Regions from separate parts of the Mus musculus genome. Here region 1 is linked to region 2. The links are chromatin contacts, called in public ChIA-PET maps. All regions are on one chromosome and are shown on one strand. Each heading gives the region's core, a stretch centred on a gene start, on an enhancer-like site or on the middle of the called end of the contact. The rest is flanking DNA. Distances are from core to core; before and after follow the strand shown.

The links. ChIA-PET counts read pairs in DNA pulled down with a chosen protein or histone mark.
Region 1: a contact with region 2 is called in an SMC1A ChIA-PET map of the G1E-ER4 cell line, with 26 read pairs. The contact joins the enhancer-like site here to the promoter of Cpa3 in region 2. A contact is called at or near these places in 2 of 39 promoter capture datasets (the HPC-7 cell line and macrophages), 1 of 15 datasets of contacts at CTCF or cohesin (the G1E-ER4 cell line), 4 of 484 Hi-C or Micro-C datasets (the G1E-ER4 cell line, nephron progenitors, pre-megakaryocyte-erythroid progenitors and 1 more) and 2 of 115 datasets of contacts at active chromatin or transcription factors (the SCID.adh cell line and embryonic stem cells).

Annotation. Positions count from the first base shown.
Region 1 is chr3:20,293,008-20,296,561 of GRCm38.p6, reverse strand. No RefSeq gene overlaps it. Among named protein-coding and RNA genes, the nearest start is that of Gm46797, 8.7 kb to the right of the region's middle. Within about 2 kb of position 1,406, at least 11 of the 459 cell types and tissues checked have an H3K27ac peak or open chromatin away from gene starts, as enhancers often do. A contact at or near this core is called in the G1E-ER4 cell line and the SCID.adh cell line, where this site is marked.
Region 2 is chr3:20,239,981-20,243,925 of GRCm38.p6, reverse strand. It overlaps Cpa3 (carboxypeptidase A3, mast cell), which reads left to right and starts at 1,745. Exons shown (of 11, transcript NM_007753.2): 1 at 1,745-1,822; 2 at 1,936-2,011. The coding sequence starts at 1,755.

The DNA of each region.
Region 1 (3,554 bases), core at 157-2,656, 53 kb before region 2:
TTTATGTATAATTAAAATTATTCTTCAGTGTTACTAACAATTAATAACTCCAGCAAATTAACCATGCCAAATATTACTACTCTTCAAATAGGGTTTTTCAAGACTGATTATGTAAAATGCAATGGCTAATTTAAAGTCTGCTTAGATCTCAGCCACCAAGGGCTACAATTGGAGTAGACTTGATGTGTAAATGAAAAGATTTGTCAATCTAATAAGTAATATCATATTTTCTAATAGTTGTGTTACCCAGATACTGAAAAGAAATTGCATACTTGTTAAAATTTGTTCTTGCATACTGTACAAAAAAAAGGGGGGGGGGGGATAACAATACCAAGAGCAAAGTTTTGGCCTCTCACAGAAGCTTTGAACACCAGTAAGAAATTAACCCTGGATAGCTACCCACAAGAATTTAAACACAAGGTTTTGCTCTGTGAAATAAAATCAAACTTTAAGAGTCAGTGAGTCAGATTAATGCTGAGATGGCCTAAGTCATTTGCACTTTATTGCCAAACAAGAGATTCTTTAGATAATATGTCTTAAGAAGATATCTAGGAAGCATTTTTCCCTTTCCTACACAGAGGCCAAGGATTCAAAAACCTCAGAGTATTCTCTAAGTTCTTATTCCTTTCTGTAATAGAACTTCTTTCTCCCTAACATAAAGACAGCAAGACCATATATGAAGAAGTGTGATGACACTGGAACACCAATGCCAAGAGTCAAAGTCATTAGTAACAGCTTAGCATTTGGAACGGGATTTTGAACTTTTAATCTCAGAGAAAATGGGAACCTTGGGTTTACATAGATAAAGATAAGGCTATTTGAGTTAACAGCCTGAGACCCTTATCCCTGGTGACCAATGGCATAATTACTGATAATATTTGTGTCGCAGACCTCTTGGTTATCTTAAATACTGAGAACTCAGAATATTTTTAACAAGAAGTTTATTTTAGCATGATCCTTATCTTGAAGGGAAAACTATATAGACTTCATTTTTAGAGAAATTACTCCAGCTTCGTGATGAATTGCCCTATGCAAAACAACTACATGCAAAATAAAATGAAATAAAATCATGTTTGGTTTTATAATCATAAACAAAAAACATAAAAATTATTTAATTAAAGTGTGCAAGAATGTTTATGTTATTGATTGTTCTTTCCTGCAGAAAAAAAAAATATGAGGAAAGTAACACACTAGAATATAGAGATAAGAGTGGAATGAACATGCCACTAATAGAGGAAAAAAAACTATTTTTAAGAACCAGTAGTTTCTATATTGTTGCCATTTGATTTGAATTAAGATGCACCAGTTGCCATTCAATCTTTTCCCCAAGCAATATGCATATATCCCTGCACCAGTTACTTTGTACACAATAAAGAAATGGGGAAGAGAAAATGAAAGGTCAAAGAAAAGTGTAGCACTCAGCATGTGGTTGAATTAATCTGTGACTTCCTAACAGAAAATGTAGTCTCGGTCTGGAACAAAATTCTAAAGTAAAAGGCAGTTTCACTCTTTAGCCAATAGCTTCTCTGCTGCCCTCACCCATCAACTAAACCTTCGGCTTCCTTCCCAGCTCTGCAGATTTGCCTGATTCGTTGACTTCAGGGAAATTAGAATCTGATCTCCCTCACTACCAAAGCCAGTGAAATTATAGTTGTATTGGTAATTTAGTGTTAATTGCAAACAATAATTTCTCTGAGTGTCATGACTCAAGTCACTAACATCAACATTCAGGAGGTGGAAACAAGATGATTGCTTTGAGATAAAAATCTAATCTGAAAAAAAAAAACTGGTTCTGCAAAAGTATCTGCTCTCTCCATTAGCAACCGGCTCGTTTACGCCTTCAAAGACATGTGACCCGTGTTTCCAGCACTGACTCTGTCCTTGAGTTTTCTTCAAACATGTGAAGCATAGACTCAGAAGGAACATACAAGAAAGCCAAGAGACTAGGCGACAGCAATGATGGGCAAAAGCTCGACTTATTTGTGAAGCATAGACTCAGAAGGAACATACAAGCAAACCAGGAGACTAGGCGACAGCAATGATGGGCAAAAGCTCAACTTATTTTTTTGAATCAAAAATGAAAATTATAAAGTTGGAAAGGAAATTGATTATACTGAAAGACAGTTAACAAATTTTTTGAATATCTGGTACTAATGTATGTATATCCTCATAAACCATTAGTTCAGATCAATGATAATCTTTGACATGTTAAAAATAAGGTTTCAAGATAACTACCACAATTGTATTTTGAAATGAACCTATTCGTGGTTTGTATTGTTGACTAAGTCCTGTTTAACGCCAGTCCTACAGAGATGTGGAGATTATGTCCACTGAGAAGAAGATACCAAGCAAAGTTTCAGACAAAATGAGACAAAATGGAAATGTAATATTTTCAAATATAGACACTTGGGTCCCATGAATATTTTCCATGGATCCTAAGTTAAAAATTCTGCTTTTGAGGAATGAATCTATAAAACAATTCTCTATTGTCTTTCTGTTTTCCTGTGTTCACAGATTATGCTGAGTCACACAACTCTCTTCTCATCCTGCAGTTTTCCCTTTGTCTCTCTGCCCCCACCTTTTCTTCATTCTTAGGTTCTTTCTTTTTTCTCTTCCTTCACTCCATCATGTTTTCCCAACCTTTCCATATACTTGTTTGGTTTCAGACCCTGGGACAGGGGACTGAGGTACATATTTTACACATCAAAGCTGACCTGGCTTCCAGGTTCTCCCAGCATCCCTCAGTCCATACCTAAAATACCCTGCCCCAACCCTGAACTTTCCAGCCCAGGGGCTGGCATGCCCTTCCCCCAGAGGCTCCTCTTCTCTCTCTCTCTCTCTCTCTCTCTCTCTCTCTCTCTCTTCTCCCTCCCTCTCTATCCCCCTCTTTCTCCCCTTCCCCCCTGCCTCCCTCTTCTCCTCCTTCTCTTTCCTCCTCTTTTCTCTCTCTCTGCATGTTTCTTTCTTTCTACCCCCCCCCCCCACTCATGGTGACTTCCCTGACTCTGCCCTTAGGCCAGTGAACTTGCCTAAAAGCAGATTCCCACTAAACCTACATTTAATATAATCTAGTCTGGCCCGAATTGGCTCATTTCACCAGCAGAGAAATAACTTATCAATACTCTCCAAGTGTTGGGAGCTATTAAGGCAACACTATTGTCCTGATCTCTGAATTGGGCCTCTCCCCCCCGAGAAGAAAAGGGAGTCAAAAGCGGGCCACCGGACGCACCGCTCCAAGAAAGTCAGCGCTGGATGTCCGGATGTCCGGACCTCAAAATGTACCCTGATACCACCAAGTTCCTGCTTCCCCTTGTAGTCGCCAAAAGAAAAATTTCCGCTGCCCCATCCCTCCTGCTGAGAAGTACTTCCTCTCTTTCCGATGCCCCATCCCTCCTGCTGAGGTGCATTTCCTCTGCCCCATTCCTCCTGCTGAAAGGCACTTCCCCTTTTGCTTGTGCATAAAAACTCGGGCCTGGCTAATACATTTGGGGATTTGATGCATTCCAGAACGGTTTCCGTGTATTATTCACACAAGGCCCTCGTCTCTCTCTATC
Region 2 (3,945 bases), core at 496-2,995:
GAAACACACATTCTGGCAAAAGCCTTTGCTCTGAGAGTTTCTACTGCTGTCATCACTGACCAGTGAAGACATATGGCATTTTGCAAAAATGTACACTTTCTTATCTTCAGAGTTTAGAAAAGATTCTTGGGAGAATACATGAAACTCGTGGATGGAGTATAAATTGTTGCTCTGATAATAAGAACATCCTCCAATAATAATATTTTGATTATTTATAATATGTAACCAAGTTACTTCCTGGCATAGACTTACAGTCTCAGAAGCAATAAGGCTGAGGTAAGAAGTTGAGGCCAACTCAAACATAGCAATAGCTTGTCCACCCAACCTTCCAAAGAAAGAAAGAGAGAGAGGAGGAGGAGGAGGAAGAGGAAGAGGAGAAGGAAAAGGAGGAGGAGAAGGAGAAGGAGGAAGAGGAGGAGGAGGAGGAGGAGGAGGAGGAGGAGGAGGAGGAGGAGGAGGAGAAGGAGAAGGAGAAGGAGAAGGAGAAGGAGAAGGAGAAGGAGAAGGAGAAGGAGAAGAAGAAGAAGAAGAAGAAGAAGAAGAAGAAGAAGAAGAAGAAGAAGAAGAAGAAGAAGAAGAAGAACAAGAAGAAGAAGAAGAAGAACAAGAAGAAGAACAAGAACAAGAACAAGAAGAAGAACAAGAACAAGAAGAACAAGAAGAACAAGAAGAACAAGAAGAACAAGAAGAACAAGAACAAGAAGAACAAGAAGAAGAAGAACAAGAACAAGAAGAACAAGAAGAACAAGAAGAACAAGAAGAACAAGAAGAACAAGAAGAACAAGAACAAGAACAAGAACAAGAACAAGAACAAGAACAAGAACAAGAACAACAAGAAGAAAGAGGGGGAGGAGGAGGATAAAGTTTCATTACGTAAGACTATATACCAAAGCCAGGCAGTGGTGACACATGCCTTTAATTCCAGCACTTGGATTTCGAAATCTGAGTTCGAGACCAGCCTGGTCGACAGAGTGAGTTCCAGGACAGCCAGGGATATATAGAGAAACTCTGTCTAGAAAACCCAAAAATAAAAAGTTAAAAAATAAATAAATAAAAGACTATACACCAAAGTTCTGTGGCAGTTACTCAAATTCATTTGAGGTTATAAATGTAACTTTTAAAATGTAGGATAGAGATCAGTGCAGTGGGTCAGTGGGTAAAGACACCTGCCACCAAGACCCATGATTTGAGTCCAATCCCCCAAAACTCAAATGATAGAAGGATGGAATGTGTTCTCTATTTAAGTTGTCCTCTGATCTCCACACATATATCATAGCATGAACAAACTCCACTCCAAACACATACTCACAAAAATTAAGTATATTAATTGTTTTGTATTTAAAACCTATGAGTATGCTTCAACCTATTTAATTGAAGCTTCCTGGGAGGCTAGTATTTTAGAACAGAGGTACGTTACTGTCTTATCTCTGTGAATAGACTCATCCTATCACCTTGAACACACTACTTGCTGAAGGGATTTTTCCCAATCTTTTTTAGAGACATTTATATCTCCTATTAATAAGAAAGTAGAGGGCTGGAGAGGTGGCTCAGCCATTAGAGGCTAGGCTCACAACCAAAAATATAAGAAAGTAGAGAGAGGCCTGGATATTCACAACCCTGCCCCCTCTCAACTGAAAAAATATGAGGTGGAAGGACTGTTCATCCCCAGGAACCACAAAGGAAATCAGCTGTTCGTCGAGATAAAAGCTGAGGTATAAAACCCGTATAGGGGTCAGATCAAGCCAAGAAAAAACATGAGGTTCTTCTTGCTTATGGCTGTCATCTACACTACACTTGCAATTGCTCCTGTCCACTTTGACAGGTAAATTTCTCTATCTATAGTCCAGTCTCTGGGTGAAAAAGGAGGTAAGGAATATGGCTTCAAAATTCACTGAAATTTTGTTTCTTTGGTTTCTGTCTTTTATCTACTTGAAGGGAGAAGGTATTCCGTGTGAAACTCCAGAATGAAAAGCACGCCAGTGTCTTGAAGAACTTGACCCAAAGCATTGAGGTAAACCATTCAGAGGGGTCTTATCTCTTTCTTTTCAATTCTCTAAGAGATATTCCTTCCATTTTATCTTCAGTGCCCACTGGTTATGAAAGGTTGACAAACGAGGGAGGAAGAGGAATGACGGAAACGATTGGGATAACTCAGCCAGGAGCCAGCACCACACCTAGTTTTGTTTCCATGGTTCACTTCTTTTCCTTCCTGCTTTACAAGCAATAGCTCCTAAGTACTCTGTAAAACAAGGGGAATCCTTGGCACCTTTTCCATTACCCCCTTTCCTGTCTGTACTCTGAGTCCCCCCACCCACAACATCCACTCCAATTTCTTCTGGTGACTTCTGTTCAAGTACAATCTGATGAGAGTAAAGTACTGGCTGGTGATAGCTTTCCAACAGTGAGGATTCCTTCAAAAGAGATTCTTAAATATAAGCAGTTTCTTAAAATCTAACAAAAAAGAGAACATTTTCTATCATGGGTTAAGCCACTCCTATCACACAAGTCAGCTTGGCCCAGTCACCTTGCTCTTATTTCATATTTACCATCAGATTTACAATGTAACATCCTTGAAACAGAACCTGACATAAAAAGGTGGTAACTGAAACTGCCAACATCACTCATCAGATTTAAACCCAGAACCAAGCCTGTCCTTCATTCCAGTCACGCTTCTCTTCAGTCAAACCAGTCAGAAGTTCTCCCTATTCTAGTTCCTGAGTATCCTTCACACTCACACTATCCTTGCCTCTGTGCAGCTATGCTCTGCCTCAGACTGGAGCAATTGCAGAAATTGCCGTGTTCTTTCTGTTAGGAGATTCTGCTCCTTCTTCTGCTGTTAGCTCACATGATGGAAATGCTTATATGCAGCTTTGTCTGGCACACAAAACCTCCTCTTATTACTTCCCTATGGGACACTGCTGTGGCACACCTATGTGCTTGCCACTTAATAAATGTTCACAACAGTACTTTGAGCATGAAACTCTTCCTCCACATTTTTTGCTATAATGAAGATGTTGTTATTGTGATATTTAGCCTATAAACTAGCCCCTGATATGTTCACCTTATTCTATGATGTTTCAAAGTAAACAGATGTGTTGGTTGGTTGAAAAAAAACCTCTTGTTGTCCCATGGTGGGCTGCCCCAAACCTGAAGTGTGATGTAACTAAGAGATAGCCACAGTGACTTGGAACATACCTCTATCTTGGTGTAATGGCGGAGACCCAGCAGCTCCCTCACATCTCCCAGGTAGAGTGCCATAGTGAAGACTGGACATCATCTTCACATATCTCAGACTGTGTATTTGTACTTCACTGGGTTTCAAAATTAGCTGTGATTTTAAAGAAACTCAAGAGCTTGAACCTTCTCAAACTGTTTTAACCTCAGTGCTGTTCTTGCAGGCTGAAATTGCTGAAATTTCCAGCTATGGGCAATAGCAAAGAGGACATCAGCACTCATGATATCTCAGGGCATATATCCACCTCACTACATCTATAGCACCCACCAGGGAAGCCTATTAACCACATTTTTAAATTAAAGCACACTGAAAAGCAATCAGTTACAGTGATTTGGTCAAGGGCATATTACTAAAATAGTAAAATTAAAAAACAAGATTAATAAATTGCACCTTCTTGTCAGATACAAACCTTACCAGAATTCTAGAATTCACAGAGGAATTCAGGGGAGGAGCCATAAAATTGTAAAATCTGAATAATTGCCAACTGTGGCTAAATCAATTATTAAATAATCATGTACATACCATTAAAGCATGATTAATAAAGAGTTGACTCTTCTACTTGCTCTTCTCAATGCATTGTCCTAAACTGTTACTTAGTACAAATGAATTGTTTCCTACTACTTTATATTCAACAGTTCTTAAATACATTTGTAAAAAAAAAAAAGATTATCTTTAGCTTATTAGTTACACAGAACCTTACATCCCTTTAT